Linked DNA regions of Sus scrofa: region 1 is linked to region 2. Evidence: chromatin contacts called from public HiChIP or PLAC-seq data. All regions are on one chromosome and are shown on one strand. The core of a region is the stretch at or near the end of the contact, and the rest is flanking DNA. Distances in the headings are between cores, read along the strand shown.

The links. HiChIP or PLAC-seq counts read pairs in DNA pulled down with a chosen protein or histone mark.
Region 1: an H3K27ac HiChIP or PLAC-seq map of alveolar macrophages shows a contact between it and region 2. The contact joins two enhancer-like sites. A contact is called at or near these places in 1 of 5 promoter capture datasets (liver), 12 of 47 Hi-C or Micro-C datasets (alveolar macrophages, embryonic fibroblasts, epiblast stem cells and 8 more) and 2 of 2 datasets of contacts at active chromatin or transcription factors (alveolar macrophages and skeletal muscle).

The regions. Positions count from the first base shown.
Region 1 is chr14:100,960,966-100,967,845 of Sscrofa11.1, reverse strand. No RefSeq gene overlaps it. Among named protein-coding and RNA genes, the nearest start is that of FAS, 37 kb to the right of the region's middle. Within about 2 kb of position 2,400, at least 5 of the 83 cell types and tissues checked have an H3K27ac peak or open chromatin away from gene starts, as enhancers often do. A contact at or near this core is called in alveolar macrophages, where this site is marked.
Region 2 is chr14:101,150,739-101,157,517 of Sscrofa11.1, reverse strand. All of the region lies in intron 2 of LIPA (lipase A, lysosomal acid type), which reads left to right. Among named protein-coding and RNA genes, the nearest start is that of LIPA, 8.0 kb to the left of the region's middle. Within about 2 kb of position 4,932, at least 16 of the 83 cell types and tissues checked have an H3K27ac peak or open chromatin away from gene starts, as enhancers often do. A contact at or near this core is called in alveolar macrophages, where this site is marked.

The sequences.
Region 1 (6,880 bases), core at 1,151-3,650, 190 kb after region 2:
CATAATAGCTAAGAAGTGTAAACAACCCGCATGTCTGCCAACAGATAAATAAAATGTGATATATCTATACCATGGAATATTATTCATCCATAAAAGGGAATGAAGTACTGACACATAATGTAACATGGATGTACCTTGGAAATATTTGCTCAGTGAAAAAAAGCCAGTCAAAAAAAGCAACATATTGCACGATTCCACTATATCTAGAATATATAAGTAAATTATATATAAGTATATAAGTAAGAAAGTAGGTAAGTGGTTACCTAGAGCTGAAAGTGAGAAAATTCATTGTTAATGTTGATGAGTATGGGTGTTTTGCAAGAGGTGATGAAAATGTTCTAAAGTTAGATTATGGTGATGGCTGCACAATTCCATGAATATACTACAAACCTTTGAACTATACACCTTTTCCCCCCTTTTCAGGGCCGCACCTGAGGCATATGGAAGTTCCTGGGCCAGGGATTGAATTGGAGCTGCAGCTGCGACATCTGCCACAGCGAAGGCAACACCAGATCCAAGTCACATCTGTGACCCATGCCGCAGCTTGTGCAACACTGGATCCTTAACCCAGTGAGCCAGAGTGAGGCCAGGGATCAAACACACATCCTCAGAGATACTAGTTGGGTTCTTAACCCACTGAGCCACAAGGGGAACTCTGAACTGTATACTGTAACTGGCAGAATTGTACAGGGTGTTAAGGAGATGGAGGGACTATTAACTCGTCTTCCGTAAACACGTGGTTCAGAGGTTTTTGTTGAAGTGAGCAATGTCCATGAAGTGCTAGACGAGCACCTGGCGCCTGAGAAATGCATGGCAATACGCTTGCACCCATTTTCAAGGAGGTGATTTGTCTCTCATTTACTACATGGATGATAGAGAAACTGATGAACAGAAAGGGCTGATTCCTAGATAAATTTACATGCAAGCTCAATTTAATAGATAATTTTAGAAGATTCAAGTCTCCTGGAAGCCCATTTCCAGGACCTCTCAGTCAGTACCTCTCAGGGGCTCTTCACCGGAATTCATTAACGGAGAACTATGTTAGGAATTTAGATGTCAGCACTGCTTCCTCTTCATTGGAGTCTGTGCATGAGAACCATCCTACATGATTTAAATTTACCCCCTTAGGTGATTCATGTGCAATCATTGCCACAGAGGTTAAATGATTGTGGTCAAAATGTCCTGCCTGACATCCTGGGTTATTCACAGGAATGAGAGACTCCAGCTCATGTGCACTCAATATGTGTTTTTATGTCCTTGGCTTGTCTTTCCCACAAGACAGTAAGCTCCCAAGTATGGGAAACTGCCCAATAGCTTCCTTCATATACCAAACAGCAAAGGTGCTCTGACTTGAGCGAGGGCATCATAAAGGACGTTAGCTGCCTGGTGTTTCAGGAAAATTCGTCTCATGTGATGGCTTCAATTAGGGTCCAGCAGACACTGTCAGTATTTGAAATTGTAATGACTATTTTGCAATCCAGTTCTTGGAAAAATAAAACATCTGAGATTTCTTAAGTTCCTCCATGAATATCAAAAGGCTCCTTATTTAGTAAAAGTTACAAAGACAAAAAAATGGGTAAAACGTAGTCCAGTTGTAGACTTGATTGTGCTTAAATCTAACTTTCAACAAATGTGTTAAGTACTTTATCTGAATAGGAAATGCCTTAAAAATACTTGTTTCATATATATATATATATATATATATATATATACACATACACATATGTACATAAAATATATATGTATATACACATACATATATAATATGTATATGAAAAAGAATAATCCTAAATAACTCCAGTGCTCACTACCTGGAGATAATAATTTAAAATTTTTCATGAATATCTGTTCATATCTCTACCTCTGTCTATTGACAGATATGGAAAGAAGCACAATTTGATATCATTCCATTGAGAAGCCGTTCCCTGATCTTCTACCCCCATCTCAGTCTAGATTAGGTTTCCCTGTTATAACCAATTCATAACACCTGTACTTTTTCTTGCTAGCCCTTATTAGAAAAGAATTCATTTTGTTAACTATGACAGGTGTTTCCCACTACATATGTCCACCACGAGATAAACTCAATGAAGGAGATAAATTGAATGAAGTAAGAACAGTGCCTATCCTCACTCATTGCTCTATCCCTAGCATTCAACTGAGTGTATTACAGTTGGAAAAATATTCAGTACATATTCCTTAATAAACTATAATATTACGCAATGTAACAGGAAAGGTCTGTGTGTATTTGTTCTCCTAAATCCCCTTAGCTGCCATCTCAATCATTTTGTCAAGTGCAATCAAGAAAGAATCACGTGGAAGCAAAGAATGCCACTAGAGCTCTCATTACAAACCATGGCACTCTGTAAACCTGAAACAAAATAGAGAAGTCACACACACACACACACACACACACACACACACACACACACACAGTTTGTGAAAAGTGAGGAGAGGCATAGGAGGCACATGGCTGAACTGAGCCTGATCTGGTTATCTTTCCTGAGTGTCAACTGAGAGACTTCTCTAGGTGGGGGTAGGCTCCCCCTCACCTAACTCCAAAACTTATGTCAAACCCAGGCCGGTTGTCAGTGAAAATTCATTGGGCTTCTGGTGAGGGGATGACTAAGAGTTCCTTGCAAGCGACACTGTTTACTGTTTCAGCACTCTCTTGAGAGGGCAAAAAAATCAGTCTAAGTTGTCAGCGAAAGATACATGAATTTGTGCAAAGCTTCATCTTCTTGGAGCCTTGGTTTCTTCATCCTTAAAATGGGTGTAATAATACCTACCTCAAAGTCTGGGAGAAAAATGCATTGATGAAAATAAAATCTAAAAGGGTTTTTGCATGGGCCAGTGTTATTACTCCTAAATGGAAGAGTAAAGTTACCTTAAACTTCTCCACATCTGAGACCCTCTGACCTCACTGTCTGCAGGAAATCATCTCAGTAACCGTCCCTATCGAAACACTTGCTCTTCTTGACAGTAAAGGCAGAAACTGAGGTAAGGCTATGAGATGATCTATCAGAACTATTACCGTTGTCATTGGTATTCTGGCTCTTTATTCAAAGCAAACTTGCCCTAGGAAATAGGAGTCTGACAAGCACTGCATATATCGCCTTCTGAAGCTGAAAAAAATCAGAAAAATCTTTGGGGAGTTCCCGCTGTGGCTCAGCAGTAATGAATCTGACTAGTACCCATGAGGATGCGGGTTCAACGCCTGGCCCCGCTCAGTGGGTTAAGGATCTGGCATTTCCATGAGCTGCAGTGTAGACTGCAGACACGGCTTGGATCTGGCATTGCTGTGGCTGTGGTGTAGGACTCCAGCTGCAGCTCCAATTCGACCCCTAGCCTGGGAACTTCCACATGCCACGGGTGCAGCCCTAAAAAGCAAAAGAAAAAAAGAAAAAGAAAAAGAGAAGTCTTTGATTGCTGCTCTCAGATAAGAATTAGCTGGCATTACATTTCCTTTTCTGGCTGTGCGGAATTAAAATCTGCAGCTTCACTTGCATGTTTTAGTACTAAGATATACAGCTTCATGAAAGAAGCCAGATGTACGGGACCACATATTACGTGATTCGGTTTATAGGGAATGTCCAGAAGAGTTAAACCCTTAGAGACACAAAGCAGATTGGTGGTTTCCAGGGGCTGGAGGGAGAAGACAGGGAGAAGTGACCTCTTAATGGATGAGGGTTTTCTGCGGGAGCAATGAAAATGTTTTGGAATTAGATAGAGGTGGTGGTTGCACAATGTTGTGAATGTACTAAATGCCACCGAACTGAACACTTTCAAGTGGGTAATGTTATGTGAACTTCATCTTGATTGAAAACAAAAAGGGAGGGGTGAAGAAGGGGACTTTCCAAATTCTATGTTCTTGAGAAAGTCCTTTCTCAGTGAAAAGATGAGTAAGGTGTGAGGCATAGGTCAATTCCTAGAAAAGTGGGAGTGAAAAAAATGTCTAAGGGCAGAGTGTGCTCTGCACAAGAAGGCCTTGGCAGGAGTGGGTGTGGAAACTGCTGCATAGAGACCACCCTTGTTTCCTGCTTCCGGGTTCTACCAATTCAACAAATGAGCTTTGCAGACCCTCCCACGTGCAATCAAATCCATTGATTATTTATTGTGCATCTCCTACTGTTAGAATCTCACTTCTACCAAGAGTAGAGCCTTTGGCTATTTTATTAACTTCTTAGTGAAGGGCCTAAAATGGCACCTGACTCATAAAGAGGAAGTGTTCAATAAGAGTTTGCTGGAAGAGTAAAAAGTCTGTAGTTCCATTTAAGTACCTTCCTTTCTCTAGCAGTGCGAAGTCTGAACACAGTTCAAGCGAAGCAAATTGCTACAGCCGTTTCTGAAAAGTTTGCTAACAGCCCTGTCTCCTGTTGCCTAAGATGAGAGTAGAAATGCCCACATCCAGGTGCAGGGATTGTCACATCCAGGCTATTCCAGGCTGGCCAGGTACCCCAGAGGCCAGAAGGCGTATCTCTCCTTCTCTGCTCACTTTGTCAATCAGACCCTCTCTGCCAGGGCAACAGCTCAGTGGAAGAGCATCCTCTGAGGAGCAGAGGGCCAAGTCTTTTGCTTAGAAACTGAAAATCCTGCCAGTACTAGTCAAAAAATCCTGGTAGTCTGGTGACAGCCATGGTGTGAGAAATCTCCAGGAGATCTGTGGAATTTCATTGCTAAGCTTCTTGCATAACTGTCTCATCTGCTTAATGAAGCCCATGAGTCAGCCATTACCAGAGGGCACTGGGTCATTTATTTGGAAGCAAAGAGAAGCCCATGGGAGTTCAAAGGCAAAGTTCAAGGCGACTCTGTTGAGCTAAGTCCTATCACCTAATAATCTGCATAAATTATCTGTGACTTTTAGGGATGCTCTGCAGACTGTCCTCAGTCCGATGATCACCCAAGACATACTTCCCAGAACTTGCTGGGAATATAAAAGGATGGAAAAAACCCACAAAATTCTGCCTTTTATTAGTTAATCTTGGAATAGAAGAGACTTTGTAAAGCTTTTTATTCAAAAGAGAAAATACGTACCATTTTAAGGGAAGTTAAGGATAACTTCTGTGCCTTAGTCTCTTTCCTGCCATAGCATGTATTTGCATAATGCAGTGTCCTAAATTGTGGCCCAAGTGCCTTCAGCATCACAGTTATCAAGGGTGCTTGGTGATACACACATTCCCAGACTTACTTACCGAACATCTCCAGGAGCAGGACTTGGGAAATACGCATTTTAAATGTTTCCTCAAGTGATTCTTACACACATTAATAGTTAAGAACCAGTGTCATAGTACATTCTAATTTATTACACTTGCAGGTGTATATTCTTCTTATTCCTGTCAATTAGATAAAGGACAGGCGAGATGTGTCTTTCATTTTACAGGTGAGGAAACGGAAATCCAGAGATGTTAAATTCAAGGTCATAAATTAATTTGTGTCAGAGCTACTATTTGAACTTGAATTTACCTGGTTCTAGATAGAACCCTTAACCTACTACTCCATGCTGTGCTGTGCCTCTACTGGAAAAAAAAATGAATTAAAACATGAACTGACTGGAATATGTTTCTGTAGGGATAACAGTCTTTTATGCAAGCAGGGCAGTCAGAGGAGAAACACTGCCACCTTGTGGCCAGCTGGAAGCAAAGCATAGCCTCTTTAAGGAACAAGGGATCATATCCTCTTGGACCTTGATGAACGGTGCTGGATGTATTTGCACCTTGATGTACTGACTTGATGGATTGTACATTGAGCTGTCCTCATTCTCCACTGATGCATTTGAAGGACTAGTTGACTAATCCTTTGACCTCTGGCCTTTGGTTTTGTATCTGAGATATTTTTCCTCCTAGCTGAAGTTAATTTACTCATCTAGAGCAGACACCAGATCATTAATGCCAGTAGATCCAAGGGACCCTAATGAAATACTTTTTGGGGCCAGAATACCGTGGATCTCTAGATCCTTGGTGTTTTTTTTTTTTTTTTTTTGCTTGTTTTGGCTTTTTAGGGCCACACTTGAGGCATATGAAAGTTCCCAGGCTAGGAATTGAATCAGAGCTACAGCCACACCAATGAGGGATCCAAGCAATGTCTGCAACCTACACCACAGCTCATGGCAACACCGGATCTCTGACCCATTGAGCAGCGAGGCCAGGGATTGAACACACATTCCGATGGATACCAGTCAGATTTGTTTCTGATGTGCCACAACGGGAACTCCCTGCTCTATTTTTTAAATTTAAAACTATTTTTGCCATAGTTATAAAATCTTTCTGATGAAACCAATGTGAGAAGGGAATACAGAGGATGGAGGGAAGGAAGAAAGATGGCGAAGAGGGGTCAATGAGAGGGGTGGGCACCTGGAAGGTAATCCCTCCCTTCAAACATTCTTATGGAAGAAAAGAAGTTAGGGTTTGGCCTTAACTTTATTGATAGTGTTTCCAGACAGATACTTGACTTGGTGGTTAGAAATTAAATGTAAGACTTCTAAGCAAAATCTGTGCAAGTCTCTTTATATTCACTTAGTTTCAGAGTAAACTGATCACTTCCTCTTTAAAAATGCAAAGTCAGTAGTCTCAGAGCATAGTAATTATTCCCACCAGAGTGATACCAAGTGACCAACAACTTAACAGTTGGTTTACAATATTCCCAAGTATTTAGCAATTGACTCTTGTGAACTGGTATAAGTAGGCTTTGCTGTACCATGGAGCTGTGACTTTGGACTGCCTGTCCTATAAGGTACCACGTTTTCCTCTTGTTGTTTTGAGTGGGTACCCAAAACATCCTAGCACTCCTACCCAGAACCCAGAAGCCTTTTTTTTTTTCTTTTTCTTGTCTTTTTGCCATTTTCTTGGGCCGCTCCCATGGCATACGGAGGTTCCCAGGCTAGGGG
Region 2 (6,779 bases), core at 3,683-6,182:
GAAGGGCCTTCTTTGCCTTGATTCCTTCACAGATTATTCAAAGCAAACTTAAAAGCCCTCTGTGTTAATGTGGGCTTTGTATCATTACCTGTTTCTCTTTTAATATAATCTGATTTATCTCTGTTTTTCTCCTAAATTCTAGCTATAATGGGGCTTTTGGTAAGGCTTAAGTGGTCCAGACAGCCAGTGCTCTTTGTGAAATTTACTTTCTAACTCTTGAGAGTTTTATGATACAAAGTGAGTAGTGAATTACAGTGAGGACTTCTATTTTTAATTCTGCTCAAGACACACAAAACATTTTATTTCGAAGTGAACATATGATCTTGATTTCAATTCCTTTTTTTTTGTTTTTTGTTTTTGTCTTTTTGCTATTTCTTTGGGCCACTTCTGCGGCATATGGAGGTTCCCAGGCTAGGGGTTGAATCAGAGCTGTAGCCACCGGCCTACGCCAGAGCCACAGCAACTCGTGATCCGAGCCGCATCTGCGACCTACACCACAGCTCACAGCAATGCCAGATCCTTAACCCACTGAGCAAGAGCAGGGACCGAACCCGCAACCTCATGGTTCCTAGTCGGATTCGTTAACCACTGTGCCACGATGGGAACTCCCAATTCCTTTTTTAAAAAAAGGAACTGTGTGCTGACTTCAGATCCCATATAAAAAAAAAATTATTAATAGTGCTTATCTTAAAAGTGGTTAGTTGACTATTATAATTAATTATGTGAGCCATTGTTAAAAGATGCAGGGGCCCTTGGTAAGAACATGCTTAGAGAATGTGCCTCTTCTTCTTTTTCCATATCCACCTCCAGGCTTCTGGCTCCTACAGCAGTTAAAGCCAGTAGTGCCACATGTCCTCCGTTGTGTATCTTGACCATTGCAGGTGAAGGTGCTGTGGCCTGGAAAGTGAGCAGCCTTCTTGATTTGCCCTCAGGTGGTAGAAGGAAGTCAGGAGACCTCAATGCATCTGCCCCATAAGTACTTCTGTGCTTTCACCTCTGCAGGCCTTGGATCCTTCATCTATAAAAACAGTCAATTGGCTGGGATGATCTCAGAGTTCCCCTTTAATTGCTTAATAGCATTAAGTCCCCATCTTCTTCCTCTGTTTTGCAGAGGCCTCCTGTAGAGAATCAAGGATATGTATGTACCACCTGCTGTGAGTGAGGCCAGTTTTAGAGGAAATCTGTGGCAAATAACTCTTATCTAAAGGAATTTGTGAAAACTGCAGAGGTGTTTCTCTGATGGTTTGCATTTCCGTGGTCCAAGGCAGAGCCTGGAGCTGAGGCTGTCTCTGCACTGTCCTTCATTCCTGTTCAGGAGCAGTGTTGTCAGTGGTGCTACTTTGGCTTATTGAAGCCAGACAAACGAAAAGAGTACACACAATCCTTCACACCCAACGTGGAACCCAGCTCATCCTTGCCACTTCCCCTCCTGACTTCCTCCTCTATTAATGACACCCTCCTCCTCCTAATGACCTGGACCAGATCTGCGCAGTCTCTCTTGACTCCCAACCTCAAGGAGCTGTCAGGTCCTCTCTAGTATCCCCATGGTCTATGACTTCAGTTCAGCCCTTTCTTCCCTTTGCCAGGCCACCACCCTACTTTATGCTCTGGTGACCATTTACCTGGTCATCTGAAATAAACTCAGAAGCTGAGAGAAAGGATTTTCAAAACAGGAATAAGAAAGTTCAGTCTGCTTATCTTTTAAGAAATTAATGCTTGTAAAATTTGCATAAGAAGATAATGCCAGATATCTGTACTATTTATAAGTCACTGCAAGATACATTAAAACTTTATTCATTTATCAAGGATGAGAAGAAACTATTCCTCTTGCCCTTTTTAGTGTCATTTTTCTCAGTTTTGTGTTCTACTGTGGTGCTGCAACCTCACCCCTGGGTTCAGAGATGCTAACAAAGGCATTCTTGTCTCTGAATAGTTGCTACATTGGAGTTTCTGTGAGGGAACTAGGCTGGGGACCTGCTATTCTGCCATCTCTATTATTTCTTTATCGGCACCACATTCCTTGTGGAACTCTAGTTTAAAGCTGCGTGCTAAGCATCCTTTTGTCCTGTCACAGGGGTCTCCTCTGATTGTACGTAGAGCCTCGCTTGAGTGTCACTGGAGGTTTTTTAATGATGGCAAGGCTAGGCCACATGGCTCCTCCACCCATGCCAATTGCTTTCCTTTCTGCCAGCCTCCCTCTTCTTGTCCGGCTCATGAAGTTTTGCAGGATTAAGCTTCTTAGAGCCCAGGTGTAATTCTATGATATTGCCACTCAGTGGTCTTCATGAGCCTAATCAATGAAGATAACACTCTTCCTCGCTGTTTTGTTCTAGCTGTTGTCTGTCCTGTTTACCCTCACTTTATACAGCAGTGGACCTTCGAAGTTCACCATGGATATGTGCAGAGAACTTCATGATTCCCCAAACTAGTGATTACAGTTAGAAGCCGTGAGGTCTGTGGTATCTTTTGTAGAATTGGATAGAATACCGTATTCTCCTCATATCCCTTTCACAAGCATGAGGAGTGCTTGAGAACCATGGTTGCCAGCTACCCGTACCCACCATTTAAGAAACATTTATTATTTCCCAACTGTCCAGGTTTAAATTGGTGCCATAGCCAAATCAGGAGTGGTATAACTGATGTTGTATCTGTTATGTTAATACATATCAAAGAACTACTCTTTGACATACTCAAATCCAAGTGAGTTATTTCCCTTTTGTTAAATTCTCCCTGGGCCTCAGCTGGTCACATGCCCCTCTGGAATGGTGCTCACTCTGGCCACCGTCTTTTTTTGGGGGGCTTTTCTGGGGCGGCTCCTGTGGCATATGGAGGTTCTCAGGCTAGGGGTGGAATCGGAGCTGTAGCCACCCACCTACGCCAGAGCCACAGCAACACAGGATCCGAGCCGCATCTGTGACCTACACCACAGCTCACAGCAACGCTGGGTCCTTAACCCACTGAGCAAGGGCAGGGACCGAACCCACAACCTCATGGTTCCTAGTCGGATTCGTTAACCACTGCACCACAGCGGGAACTCCTCTGGCCACCATCTTCATTGCTATACATTCTAAAAACAATCCTTTCCATCCTTCCAGCTTAACTGCCAACTTCCCCGTTCGCTTGTGCAGGAAGGAGATGCACTTCCTCAGAACTCCCAAATGCCTCGTCGCCTCGAGGTGCTTTTCTTACTCTGCGTTGGGGTTGACTTTGTGTACTCCTCTCTCCCCACCCTCCCTCTCTGCAGCCACTCTGATGGCAGAAGCTGCATCTTTGCCTGCTTTGTATTTCTCACAGCAACCAGCAGCAACATGCCTTCTGAGTGGCTGGCCTAAGTAAGAGTTATATGGGGCAGTCTTCAAAATTGGGATTCTAAAGTGGATGAAGGCAATGGATCCTCTCTCTGGTAAGAAAAAAAGAGAGAGAGGGAGGGGGTTGGGAAGGAGAGAGGAGGGGAGGAAGGGAGGGAGGAAGAAAGGAAGGGAGGAAGGAAGGGAGGGAGGGAGGGCACCTGGGCACACAAATATTTTATATTCAGCTGCCGAGAGCTTATGGACCCAGTAAAGAATCCCCTGATATAGATAATCATTTGCCTGTCTGGTCAGACCTCTACTAATTAGGCAGCTTGAAATGTGTATTTAGAAAACTCTTGGCAACGTATGGAGTAGATATATGTTTCTAAATGTTAACAAACTTATCTATCGAGTGTTGAGCTACCCCTCATTTGCACTAACTCCACAAGAGAATTGAAGTTCAGAATCTGTTGCTTAGGGAAGTGGTTATGTTTTTCATCTGCTCAGCCTGATTTCAGAAAGTCATGGGGTGGTAGCACTAGAAGCATCTGAGTCCTGCCAGGGCCAGGGATTTAGAGAGTTTGCTTTTTTCTTTTCTTTCTTTTTTTTTTTTTTCTTTTTAGGGCTGCACCTACAGCATATGGAAATTCCTAGGCTTGGGGCCGAATCAGAGCTGCAGCTGCTGGCTTACACCACACCCACAGCAACTCGGGATCTGAGCCACTTCTTTGACCTGTTCCACAGTTCATGGCAACACTGGGTCTTCAACCCACTGAGCGAGGCCAGGGATCGAACCCACATCCTCATGGATGCTTATCTGGTTTGTTACCACAATGGGAACTCCTGGAGAGCTTGCATTTTTAGCATAACTCCCCAGTGTATTCCAAGGTAAAATCCCTGGGTTTGGGAACCCATGTTCTAGAACAACACTCTCATTTTACTGGACCAGACAGTGAGACTCAAAGAGGGAAAGGGATTTACTTGAGGTCAAAGGATAGTGGCCCAGTCAGTCTGCCATCAGATTCACTGTTCTTTGCACTGGAGTATTCGATCTTACGTAATAAGTATTGAGCAAGCTATTAATTCTGTGATAGTAAGAATATTTATTTATTTGTCTAAAATAGGGAAATAAATAAAGGCCTTGCCTAAAATACATAAAGTACCAATGATCACTTACTTCTTGCCAAACCGGGAAATAAACTGTAAAATAAAGCAATTAGCAAATGAAGCACCGGTATTGGAATACTTATGTCTGAAGAGCATTGTGTGTTTGATGGTCCAATAAGTAAAGTGCATTTTAGGCTGTTAAGTAATTGCCTTCTTGCAGAAACAGGCTATTTGAACTTTGCCTTAGGAAAGAATCATCAGGGGTTGCCCAATGAACTTTTTGTGAGTCATATTTGAAAATCTACCACGTGGCTTGTGAGCTAGGTCTTTGGGGGAAAAGTCACTGGCCTGTGGTTTTAAAAAAACATTTTTTTTTTGATTGTATATTTTAGGATTCTGACCAATTTCTGGTTTTTCTCCTCTTCCCTTTTATGTGGTTCCTAGGGAAACCATTTCCTAAATGCAGAGGCCTTGATCAGCTTGGATATAATTCCTCGCCTCCCGAAGGCCCTGGACAGATGGGCTATTAAGCAGTGCCGGGCTTGCTTGGACCTTGATGGCACTCTGGGTAGGGAGCTGTGTTCAGACCCTCTGCCTAATGAGTACCACAAGGCAGTGTCCGCTTCACAGCACAATTTGTCTCCTAACTGCAGGTGAGGGCTGGAGCAAAGCGTCAGAGTGGAAAGGAAGAGAGCACTCTGCTCAGCACCCCTCCTTCCTCCAGGGCTCCTTCTCCTCCTGCTTGAGGGCTCTTCCCTGGTCTCTGTCCTCAGCCTCAAGGTTGCTTCAGGGAGGATTTCCCCAGCTGCCCACACTCAGACAGGCTCCTGGGTGCATATTCTCATAGCTCTCTATGCATTTACTTCATAGCAGTTAAGACAGTAAATAATAAGTTATTATGCTGGTGGTGAGGTCTGTAACCTTGGTTTTCCGCAGTGGGCCTTGAGCTTTCTTCCTGCCCAAGGCTTCAGTCTACCCGCTCCTATAGTCCCGGGACCTCCTGGGGATTGGGTTGGCCAAAGCTCTGCATGTTCCTTGTTCAAGAGCACTTTGAGGCTGGACACCCAGTGGTTAAATGGGAGCACGCTCACAGCATTGGCCTTGGGTTTAAGTCCTGGCTCTGCTACTTTAACTAGCTGCATGACCTCGACAGTGTACTTGAGCTCACTAAGTTTTAATTTCTTCATCTACTAAATGAGAAGAATAATACTTGCCACTTCATAGGTGGTTGTAAAAGTTAGATGAAATAAGGCTTGTAAAGTGTGGAAAGTGCTTGATTTTGATAACCTCAAGTGTACCAGCTTCCATTGCTTAAGTTTCTGGGGATAAATACTTAGGAGATAAGCCTCTCCTTATTTCTTCTTCATGTGCATGTAAGGTGGCTGAGGCTTCCCACTAATGTGACTTGTTTATGGTGTTTGGGGCTGGTTTTTGAGACCAATTCTTCAAACTAGACATAGACTACAAAAATTCACTCAATCGCCCCCTGCTTTGGATAAATGAAAGTCTATACTCAATAATTCTTGAGTAGGGGGCCCTAGAACTGCCTCCAGGGGTCTGTTGGATGCAGACCCAGGATCTCCACATTCGATGGGCCCGCCCAGCACTGCAGAGGACTGGACACACTCACCTTTCGATGGATCCACCTTGAACATGGCTATAGATGGGCTCTATCGCAAGAGGCAAGGGAACGTCTCAAAAATGATTTCCAGGCTCTGTCCCTGGAGTTCCCGGCTCCTTAAATCAGGACTAGGGCCAGAATTTTTTTTTTTTTTTTTTTTGTCTTTTTGCTATTTCTTTGGGCCGCTTCCGCGGCATATGGAGGTTCCCAGGCTAGGGGTCTAATCGGAGCCACCGGCCTACACCAGAGCCACAGCAACTCAGGATCTGAGCCACGTCTGCAACCTACACCACAGCTCACGGCAACGCCAGATCGTTAACCCACTGAGCAAGTGCAGGGACCGAACCCGCAACCTCATGGTTCCTAGTTGGATTTGTTAACCACTGCACCACGACGGGAACTCCTTTTTTTTTTTTTTTTTTTTTTTTTTTTTTTTTGGTCTTTATAGGGCCACACCTGCGGTATATGGAAGTTCTCAGGCTAGGGGTAGAATCGGAGCTACATCTGCCGGTCTATACTGCAGCCACAGCAACACTAGATCCAAGCCATGTCTGCGACCTATACCACAGCTCATGGCAACGCTGTATCCCCCACCCATTGAGAGAGGCCAGGGATAGAACCTGCAACCTCATGGATTCTAGTCTAATTTGTTATTGCTGAGCCACAACGGGAACTCCTGAGAAATGTGTAATTTTTTTAAGTGACCCTAGATGATTATGATATAGAGCCACTTTTGGGAAATAGTGCTTGGCTTGCTTTGA